Regions from separate parts of the Arachis hypogaea genome. Here region 1 is linked to region 2. Evidence: chromatin contacts called from public Hi-C data. All regions are on one chromosome and are shown on one strand. Each heading gives the region's core, a stretch centred on a gene start, on an enhancer-like site or on the middle of the called end of the contact. The rest is flanking DNA. Distances are from core to core; before and after follow the strand shown. Region 1 has its middle 8.1 kb from the start of LOC112719308. Region 2 has its middle 15 kb from the start of LOC112717924.

Evidence for each region. Hi-C and Micro-C count contacts between places; a contact is called where the count stands out from the background.
Region 1: a contact with region 2 is called in a Hi-C map of leaf, with 3 times the contacts expected there. The contact joins two enhancer-like sites. A contact is called at or near these places in 2 of 8 Hi-C or Micro-C datasets (both in leaf).

The regions. Positions count from the first base shown.
Region 1 is chr10:108,836,307-108,842,170 of arahy.Tifrunner.gnm2.J5K5, reverse strand. No RefSeq gene overlaps it. Among protein-coding and RNA genes, the nearest start is that of LOC112719308, 8.1 kb to the right of the region's middle. Within about 2 kb of position 2,095, at least 1 of the 3 cell types and tissues checked has open chromatin away from gene starts, as enhancers often do.
Region 2 is chr10:108,766,264-108,772,220 of arahy.Tifrunner.gnm2.J5K5, reverse strand. No RefSeq gene overlaps it. Among protein-coding and RNA genes, the nearest start is that of LOC112717924, 15 kb to the left of the region's middle. Within about 2 kb of position 2,855, at least 1 of the 3 cell types and tissues checked has open chromatin away from gene starts, as enhancers often do.

The sequences.
Region 1 (5,864 bases), core at 846-3,345, 71 kb before region 2:
TGATCCTCTTAACTATATATATTAGAAAAAAAATCAATTTGAATTGATCGAATAGTTTGAGTGGTCAACTCACTCATCAGTGTTGAAAGTTGGAATCTTGCCTAGTATATACAATAATTTATTGGTCAACGACAAAATTTTAAATAAAATCAAATTTGTAAGAGATTAATCTTTAAGTTGTTGAGTTTTAAGGGATATTATGAGAAAATAAAAACTATCTATATATATAAACTTTTTCTTTATCTCTTTGGCACCACCATTATTAGCCATTCAAAGAAAAGAAAATCTTGGATTAATATCTTTCTACATGAGGAGAAAAAACTTTGATTTCATTGGTTGATTTTTGTATGTGGATCCAATAATGTCATCAAGGGCAGTTAGACAAAGGCTTACAACCAAAAGTATGCAATCGTCGCAGAAGAAAGAAATCAACACAACATCTGCTCCATCGGCATCGCGGCGAGCAGTGTTGCAAACTTTGATCAGCACAACCAACTTGGTGAAGCTACTGCCAACGGAAACCCTGCTGAAATTCTAGCTGTTGATGCCATCCTTTACCAACAACGGCGTCTACAGCCCAATTTGTAACACCTTTACTGTCAGAATGTCACGCTTCCTGCTACGCTATTCTGATAGTAAGTATTTTGACTATTTCATATACTTAATAATAAAATAGTATCCTTTGACTCAAAACCGTATCGCTGATTTCTTTGAAAACCAGATAAAAATTACTTTATCTTGAAAACAAACAAACATATATTTATATACAAGACTTCTTACATAAGTAGATAATAAATATAATATACATATAAAAGATACAACTCCTATCCCTCTTACAACATTTTAGTAATAAACGCGAGGGATAAATCTATAACATGTGTAAACAAACAGAAACAGCATATCTAAATACTTAACTAAAATTCTGCAAGCTTCTTCGTCCGTCCTGAAAAAATAAAACTGTAGGAGGGTGAGAACCTAACCACACGGTCTCACCACGGATTTTTAGAATTTGTTATAAGAAGATATTTAATAAGAAACTGTTCTCAAGCTCAGTGATTATCGTTATCTTATGAATATTTTGAAAGAAAACCTGACGTTTACTTATCCAAATTTAAAGTTCTTTTCTTTAAATCATAAAAAATTCCAAATTTCAATAATGTGTAATAATATAATCAAATAAAGCCCCTCCGACCTAGAACGGAATCAAGTCACGGCCTCCTGCCCAACATAATATAATCAAACCTCGTCCCCCGGCCCAAACATAATCAATCTCAGCCTCCGGCCCAAATATAATTAACCACACTATCATCTAAGGAATTAATTTGTTTACCAACACTCAATCTCAAAACAGAACCAACATAGACACAAATAATACAAGACAAACACATTTAAGGAGCAGTTACAGCAAGTATTACAATTACCAGTTAATAACAGATAAGCATATTAGGCAAACCAAAACAAATTCAAACTCAAACAAAACATGCAAATGCATAAGATGAATGTCTGTCCTACGGCTAATGATATCATCTGTCACCAACCTGACATGTCTTGGTAGCTAACCTTGGACAGAAACACGCATTGTGAAGCAAGTGGGTCTGAGCTACAACCCCCTTGCTACTACCCGCTTAACCCAGAGCGAGTGAAAGAACCACAACTACCGCTACTACCCAGGCGGGTATTTAAAAAGCTCATCCTGGGCAAGTGGAATAATCCACTACTACTGGTAATACCTAGGCGTCATATTCACCGATCTGGAGCAAGCGGGACAAACCACTATCCTTGCTACTACCCAGGTGTTACAGACCGCCAAGAGTCCAGCCCAGTTAGCCACCGGGTCGGGGCACCACCCCGACCCAGGCCCAAACCACCTACGGCAAGAAGAGTCCGACGAGTTGGGTCCTACCACCTGACCCGAGACACACCCGGCTTATCTTTCGTACAACCTAGGGCGCCGGTCGGCATTCTCGGGGTAGTGCCCGAAGCCCCGACCTGAAGTCCGAGACGACCTGCTCTTCCCACGTGGACTGGGACAGCTCATGGCAGCCTCTCGGCCAATGGGCTAGGTCATTCATGGGCCCATCCAGCACAGTATATAAGGGAGAGGTCAACTCCCTCCCCGAGGTACGTCACATTTTACCTAATTCAGCTACCACCTCGTACAGACACTGACTTGATCGTTGGAGTGTCCTTGCAGGTAGCCACCCCCTCGTTATCTCCTCCTCCGGCATCATCAACTTTCTGTTCGTACCTCCACGCCCGCTCCAAGTCCACCTGGGATCCCGCTTACCCACCTTTCCACTCGAATACCCGAGATCGCTAGGTAACGAACATTGGCACCGTCTGTGGGGACCCTGGAGTAGACATGGAGTGACTCCCCACATCGGAGGAACTTCGCGAAGGAGGAGGGACCCGCCTGAGTAGGGCGAGTTCGACGGCCCGTTGATAAACCCCATTTGTACGGTTTATCTTGTATTGATTTTAAGAGATTTTAACACCTTTTACCTACATTTATTCAATGAATTAGCATGACTTTTTGATTGTCTCCTAATTTGTGCTTAGATGTGAAAACATGCTTTTAGACCTTTAATTTGATGATTTTTATTCACTTTTGATTCCACTAGATGCCTTGATATGTTTGTTAGTGATTTCAGATTGAAAAGGCTAGGAATGAATCAAAGGAGTGAAGAGGAAAGCATGCAAAGTGGAGAAATCATGAAAAGTCAAAGAAGTTGAACTCGCCCATGGAAGCGCGCGCACCTGGCGCTTGCGCGCACCTTGCGGATTACCCCATGGACGCGTACGCGTGCTGTGCGCGTACGCGTCAGAGCTGGTTTATGATTTTTTAATGAAAACGTGGCCAACGAATTCTGAAGGGTTGTGGGGCCCAATCTCAACCAACTTTGGCGCCTAAACTGCTATTTAAAGCCAAGGATTGAAGAGCAAAGGAGATTATCTCACTTTAGTTCATTTTTTACACATTAGGATTAGTTAGAAGTAGTTTCTAGAGAGAGAATCTCTCACTTCTCTCTAGGATTAGGAATTAGGGTTAGATTAGGATCACATAGTTCTAGATTTAATTCAAGTCTCCTTCTACTTCTACCTTCAATTGGTGATTGCTACACTTTGGTTCTTCTTTCTATCCCTATTCTCTTGTTGTAATTTCTCTTATTTTGTTTCTAGATTTTGTAATTGATATACTCTTGTTCTTTTGTTTTCGTTTAATAAAGCAATTTGAGGTAATTCATGATAATTGTGATTTCCTTAATTGTTGTTGTTAATTCTTTGCATTTAATTGTAGTTAGAATTCATTCTTGTTGTGATTTACTATACTTTCCTTTTGTGCCTTCCAAGTGTTTGATGAAATGCTTGGAAGAATGTTAGAATAGAATTTTATGTTCTTGGCTTGAGAAGGTAAGTTAGGATTTCTTGAATTACTAGTGTCCAATTGATTGATAGTTGATAGCCATTGACTCTAGCCTTCATTAATCCAATTAGTGAAAAGCTAGGATTTATGGACTAGGATTAATATAACTCACTTGACTTTCCTTTGTTAATTGACTTAAGGATGACTAAGTGGGATTAATCCTTGCAACTACCATACTTTTGGCTAGTGATAATGATGAAGACCCTTGACAACCAACCCTTGCCAAGACCATTTTGTTAATAAAATTTCATTATCCTTTACTATTCATGTTTCTCATCTAAAACCCCAAAATAAACAAGTTCAAAACCAATAACAAGAACACTACCCTGCAAGTCCTTTGAGAGACGACCCGAGGTTTAAATACTTCGGTTTATAGATTTTAGGGGTTTGTACTTGTCATAAACAAAATTTTTGTATGAAGGGATTATTGTTGGTTTAGAGACTATACTTTACAACGAGATTTCATTTGTGAAATTCTAAACCGTCAAAAATCCAATCAGCAAAATGGCGCCGTTGCCGGGGACTTGCAATGGTGTTATGTTATTGGTTATTGTATATATGTGAATAGTATAAATAGTTGTCCTTTGTTTGACTACTAGGTTAGTTAGTTCTATTTTGTTTTTTCATAATGAATTCTCACTTTGGCTATGAGTTTGGTTTTAATTATGTTGTAGGAAATGTGCACTTCAATGATAACATGTACCAAGGATGGAACACTCCAAGATGGGAGGAGCCTCAAGGAATTGATCACCTCTTTTGGCAACAACCTCCGGATACATATAGGTATAATTCACATCCTAATGCATGTCAACTCAATGGCTATGGTGACTCTTTTTGTGACAATCAACCACCACCATATGCCTATGAATCTGATCCTCAACATGAACCTCAACCATACTCACAAGCCTCTCCACACCAAGCACCTCCTATGATCCATATCCACCATATCACCAATCACCCGTACCATATCCTCATGATCATTATGAGCAAGAACCTTTAGAACCACCACAACCCTATCAAGATTACTACCAAGAACCACCTCAATGCACACCACCTCCATAATTTTACCAAGAAGAACCACCTTCTTACCATGAACCCTCGCTCCAAAACAATGAACCTTCATACTCACCCCAAGCCCCAATAGACGATTCTGTCACTTTGTTACTTCAAGGACAAGAAGCCATGAAGCGGGATACACTTGAGTTTATGACCAATTTGACCAAGGTGGTGCACACCTTAGCCCACCAATGTTTGAATACTCAAGTTGTTTCCGTAACCCCATGTGAAAAACCAAAGGAAGAGCAAAGCATGAAGGAGAAATTGGAAAATCCGGTGAAAAAAGAAGAATCGGTACTAGTAATAGAACAATTGGAGAGACCCATGGTTAATGAAACAAAGAAGAAAGTGGTTCAAGATCTAAGAGATGTGTGGTGCACGAAATTGCAATCACACTTTTGCAATTCCGCACAACTAACCAGCAAGTGCACTGGGTCATCCAAGTAATACCTTACGTGAGTAAGGGTCGATCCCACGGATATTGTTGGCTTGAAGCAAGCAATGGTTATCTTGTAACTCTTAGTCAGGATATCAATAATTCTCGGGTTTAATTGTGAAAAGTAAAAGAACATGAAATAAATACTTGTTTTGCAGTAATGGAGAACATGTTGAGGTTTTAGAGATGCTCTATCTTCTGAATCTCTGCTTTTCTACTGTCTTCTTCTTCATTCACGCAAGGCTCCTTCCATGGCAAGCTGTATGTAGGATTTCACCATTGTCAATGGCTACCTCCCATCCTCTCAGTGAAAATGTTCAACGCGCTCTGTCACAGCACGGCTAATCATCTGTCGGTTCTCAATCAGGTTGGAATAGAATCCAGTGATTCTTTTGCGTCTGTCACTAACGCCCAGCCCTCAAGAGTTTGAAGCTCGTCACAGTCATTCAATCCTTGAATCCTACTCAGAATACCACAGACAAGGTTTAGACCTTCCGGATTCTCTTGAATGCCGCCATCAATTCTAGCTTATACCACGAAGATTCTGATTAAGGAATCCAAGAGATATTCACTCAATCTAAAGTAGAACGGAGGTGGTTGTCAGGCACACGTTCATAGGTGAGAATGATGATGAGTGTCACGGATCATCACATTCATCAAGTTGAGGAACAAGTGATATCTTAGAATAGAAGCAAGCGTGATTGAATGAAAAACAGTAGTAATTGCATTAGTCCATCAAGACACAGCAGAGCTCCTCACCCCCAACCATGGGGTTTAGAGACTCATGCCGTAGAAGATACAATAAGAAACGTGTAATGTGTCATGAGATACAGATACAATAGCAAAAAGTCCTATTTATGGTGAACTAGTGACCTAGGGTTAACAAGAATGAGTAAATGACGTAAAAATCCACTTCCGGGGTCCACTTGGTGTGTGCTTGGGCTGAGC
Region 2 (5,957 bases), core at 1,606-4,105:
ATATACTAACTCAATGTCTTTGAATACATTGTTTCTGTGCATGTCTTCTCTGCCAAACATGATTTTGTGTCTCAGTGTCCCTGTCTCAGTGTCCTGTTTGTGTAAACAAACGCAGCCTTATAGGTTACCCATCTTTTATAACTGAAAGGTTTAAAAAATAGAAATAGGTGTTGATTAGTTGAAATAGAAATTCAGAACAAAATTCTAGAAGTGGAGAAAGTATAATGTCAAAGTATATGAATCCTAGTGAGGATCTACTTTTTCATTGTCAACTACAAAGTTGAGAGTTCTTTAATGCTTTTTATAGGTTATAGACTAAAAAGAAGGAATCAAAGTAACTCACTTGAATAATAGCTAAGGAGCTATATATATAGAGAGAATCCTTTGAGATCCAAAATTAAAGCAAACCCTAAATAATCAACTGTTTTTTCTGCCAATTTGAGGCAAAGCGAGATCACCTAAAAGAACCCATAAATTTGCACATTGTTGAAAGTTTGGTTAGATTCCCATGCACACGAGAGATGCTCCTTGCTTAAGTCAAATCGAGTATTGAAAGTCATCTTTGAAAATAACATGCAAATTAAATATGTAATCCAATTTCATCATTTAGGTGAATGTTGTTATTTGGACAAATCAAAGATTTCTAACAACTTCGATTATAAATAATAAATGTACGGATCTTACATAAAGGTGAATATTAATTACACGATTTATGTAAGATGACCAACACTTTCGTTACAAAATAAAAATGTTACATTAACAATTTTTATAGACAATTTATTTCGACGATTAATTATAGTAAAGGATGGAAAGAACGTATTATACTAGGAGAAAGAACGATATATGTCTAAATGTTTCTCTATTTCTTAAAACTTAGTTATTGGTAAATGATTTATGTAATTGTTTATAAAAGTAATTTTAAATTACTAATTTTAGTTTTCTACTATATCTCTCAACTCGGTATATCAATAACTAATTTAGTACAGATCGAAATTTCATTTAAAATCTAACTATTAGCTAATTAATTGCTGCATATACAAGGAGAATTTTAAATCTGCAACACTTACTTAAGTGAATAGGTGAGTTAACTGTCAACTTACTTGTTGGACGACTAAAAATCATCAAACATAGCATAATTGTTTAGTTTATATAATTAGAGTAAACTACTATTTCTACCCATAAAAGTTCTAAATGCTGACAAATTTACCCATAAAAAAAAGAAATTAAAGTTGTAACTATAAAAGATGAATTCCGTACAACAAAATTATCCATACACTAAAAAATCTCATAAAAACTCCAAATTACCATTCTCTTAACCTTAATTCTAACCTCACTCCTCACGCCTTCTCCAACTGTAGCAGTGAAGCCTCCCCTAACTTTGGGACCGAATTCGCTATAAAGGACCAGCTATTGGCCGCCAATTCAGAGACATCGAAGGTCCAACCTCCCTGCCTCCCGCCAACCTTCTGTCTTCTCCGTCGTGATAGTTTCTCATTACCTTCTCAAGGTCCACCGCGAGGAAGAACTGCTGTTGTAGACGAAGAACACGAAGATGTTGTTGTGCTCCTCGATGTTACTACCTCTCCACCACAATCGTTGTGTGCGCCATTGCCTCTTCCAAGGAATTTTCCTTCGTAGCAACGCTAAATAACCACCGCGTGTGTATACGAGATTAGTGGTTTCATAGTGGTCTCAGCTCTGCTTTCTCCCTTGGTTCAAATAGTTGCGCTACTCCTTCTTTGATGTCACCATCAAAGACTTCCTCTCTACCTTTTTTGGTAGGATTAGAGCGTCATTCAATGTTGTTAGTCACTTTCTCAATTGATTCTGAGGAAAAATCAAAAGTATTCAACTTTTAAATTGTTCGATTTGATAGATGATTTGTGATCTCCGAATGTTCTTCAGTTGATATTGAATTTGGTCGTAGTTCAAAAATTGGCTTTGTTTTTATCTCTGCAAATTGCTGGTGTTGTAGACGAAAAACGCAAAGATGTTGCTAACTTGATGGTGGTGACGATGGTAGTGGTGGTGTTGGGATAGTCAGGCAGGGATTGAAAAGGACGAGAGTGAGATTAATTAGGATGAGGAAAAGAGTCATTTAAAATTTTTAGGTGATTTTTTAGTGTTTAGTTAATTTTATCATATGGAATTCATTTTTTATGGTTACAGGTTTTTTTTCATAAGTAGATTTGTCAGCATTTAAGACTTTCATGGGTAGAAATAATAGTTTATTCATATAATTATGTTATGTGGCCTGAAAATATTTTGAGTGAAAATTTGTCAAATACAGTGGCTCATAAATATGTGTTTAGGTGAAATAGAAGTTAATTATGATTATAAATAGATTTAATGACGAGGCACGTGATGCTCACAAGAAAGCCCCATAGACCCAAAATTCTCCAGACATCCTATTCTAGACTTGATTTCCTGCTTTTTCATCAGAGCAGTCTCTAACACGGTTGCTCAGATTTGGGCCTCCTTTCCATTCCAAACCGGCCTAATAATCAAACTCCTAACCAACATTCAAAATCTAGTATCCTTCTTATCTTAAATAAGATAAGAAAAGATAAACAAATGCCTATTATAAAAAGAGAGTACGTCACATATTTCTAACCCTCACATATATCTCTCAGATCTATTTTGACTTGAGTGTCAGAGAGTTTTTGTAGGTACTACACCCCACCGCTTCGAGAAGATCTGGTCCTATCACCACTCAAGGTCGGCGAGTCCCTGATCCATCTCACTATGCGTGCCAACAACTCTCAGTACATTGACACCGTCTGTGGGGACTTGCCAAAACCTCGGTGACATGATGGAAGAATTCAAGGAGCGGTTCTCAGGCTATCACTGCGAATCAGACCCACCCGATAGAATGTCGGAACCACGAAACGATATCCCTCCACCAACCCACAGGAAGGTAACCAGCACCATGCATCGCCAGCCCACCGCTGACAGGCGAGAACCAAAAGAAGACGACCACCACCTCAATAAGGCCCAAACGCCTGACGGACTAGGAGAAAAAGCAATCCAAGAGCTCTACTAAAGAGTACAAATCCTTGAAGGCCGGGTCACTTCCAAAGGGCGATACCACTCGAAACACGCAAGTCAAGCAACCTCTAGAAGTCAATCACGACGAAAAACCAGGAATGAAAGATCACCCGGGCGTCATGGAAAATGCCAGAATCGTAGTGTTTCCCAGGAACCAAAGTGCCGACACGACGACGAAGACAGAAGACACCATCAAGATTCCAAACGAACAAGGAGAGATCACGTGATAATTGGAGCCACCTCATTCACTGAGAGGAACCTAAGGGCTAAGTTACCTAAAGGTTTTCACAAACCAAACTGATATGGAATATGACGGTACCAAAGACCCCTAGAAACACCTAACGACCTTCGAGGCCAAGATGAACCTCGAAGGAGCTGCCGACGCGATTCGATACAAGCTTTCCCGATGACCCTGGCCGACCTAGTGTAAAATCTAGAAAATTAATAAATAATTAACTGATAAGTTAATTATTATTCAAAGAAGCTAGAAAATTAAATTTGATAAGTTAGAAGAGTAAAAATATTTAAAATATGAATTTCGACACTAATTTTAAAGTTTTTGACATAAAAACGGTCCAACGGATCGAATCAATTAGACCGAGTCTAAACCGGGCCAAGGCCTAACATATATAAACCCGAAATATGGCATTTCAGCCACAAACACCCCACCCTCATGTGAATCACGCTGCAATGGTGAATTAGAGGGCAAACCCTATGTCACTATTCACTCTGATCTTCTTTCTTTCATAACTTTCAATCCGGAGCTCCAACTGACGAGCCGTTAGCGGTCATACATTCGTCTCGGAATTCTCTTCCAAACCATGTCAAAATTTTGGTAAGGAATTTGATATTTTTGTGTCTAGTTCTCTATTCTCCCCTTTTCCATGAATTTGGATTTTGGTATTGAGAGATTTTGGGATTTTGATAGTTTAGGAATACTTTAGTGGTGGATAATTATTGGATTTTATCTAATTAAACCATGGGTAAGATAAGAACCCTCAAACCCTTTGTGAAATTATTGAATTAGTAAGCTTTGGGGTTGATTATAACGATATAATGTGACAATAGATTGAATTACGTTGATTTGAAGTTCAATTGGTGGTTGAGTTGTTGATTTAAATCTTGGAGGCTGGGAACCCGACTTTGGTGTGGTCTTGGTGAAGTGAAAGCTTGAGGAACGGTGAAATTTGAGGTGTCCGAGCATTAGGGAGGAATCGGCCAAGGTATGGTTTTGGTTTCTCGTAGATAATATATAATGTAACGTGAAAACTTAGACTAGCTGACTGTAGAATAAGTTGAACTACGTGAAATTGATATGGTTTAGTGATATTTGGTAGAAATGTTGAGTTGTCATGAGTCGTGATGATAATTGATGATAATGATGATTTTGAGTTGTAAATGTTAATGTGTTGATTTGTTGTATAGTTTTGACGAAGGATTGTTGGGATAGAATTGCTAAACATTAAGAATTGATATGTTATGGAAGATATGGAATGATTATGAAACTGTGTTGAATGAGTTTAATGTTGTTTTGATGTGTAAAACATTGGGTTGGATTGAGGTTGTTGGTAAAAATAGGGGTTTGGTAATTTTGATAAAAACTTGATTTGTAATCAACTTTGGTGGGCCATAACTTAGCTTCTGGTCTCTCAAATTTTTCAAACTTGTTTTAAATTAAATTGGGTCTGTGAAGCTTATGCTGTTCGAAGAACTGATAAAAAATAATTTTTAACGAAAAAGTTATTCTCATTGAAAGTTTGGTGTGTAAAAGTACTTTCTAAAGAACTTAACAGCTTTTTACGACTTTTGATGGACATGCGTATGCGAACACACATGCGACGTGGACCCTGAGCTTTGCCCAGACGTCCCGCGTATGCAGGAGTGCGCACACGTACGCAAAATAGGAGGATTTACAGGCTCACGTATGCGGGCAGTACCACATGACACGGGAAGGCTTTCCTGTCCAAGGGGTCGCTACGGAGACAAGAGTCGCATACGCGATATGGGCAAAATTTACACCTCCGCGTACGTGAAACATGGCATGCATACGCGGAACCCCTGTTTTAGCCAAAGATGATATTTTTGAATGTTTAACCAAACCTCTAGCTTTTCAAACCTCCCTTACACTTGTTTAAGGTCCGTTGGTTAGCCTTTAAGCCTTAGAATGAGGATGAGTCTGTTAAATAAATTGAAGAGATATTTGAAAAGGTTTTGCAAAGTGTTAAATGAACTAATAAAGGGTTGGTGATGTTAAATAAGAAGTGATTGATAAATATGATGATGATAATGATGAATTACAAATTGAATGATAGATGGATTGATGATGTTTGAACTTGAGTGAAGGATGATGAAGATTGATATTAAAGTATGATATTTAAATGAATTGAATGATTATGAGATATAAGTGACCGAGTAAGAGGGGTAGCATTGTTCACTCGCTCCGGATATATGTTGAGACTCCGGATAAGATGCAGTGGTATTATCCACTTGCTTCGGATTAGAGTTCGAGACTTCGAGTAGAGGCAAGGGTTGAGTTCTGTTGTCGCTTGCTCCAGGTCGAGAACTGTAACACCGCCTGGGTAAGAGGCAAAGGGTGAGGTTGTCCCCTGCTCCTGGTACGCGGGTAAGATACAAGGGATGTAGATTGATCCCTCTTGCTCTGTTTTGGTGTTCTGTCCAGGGTTAGCTATCAGATATATCAGGTTTGGATTTATAATCGACAGATGAGACTCATCGACCATAGGACAGACATGCATCATGTGCATTTGTGCAATTTGTTTGAGTATGCTTTGTTTTGGCTTGCCTAATTGTTTAACAGTAATTAATTACTACTTGTTCTATCTGCTATAACTTCTACCTTTATTTGTATTTTCTTTGTCTAAACTGTACGCGTTTGGAACATAGAGATC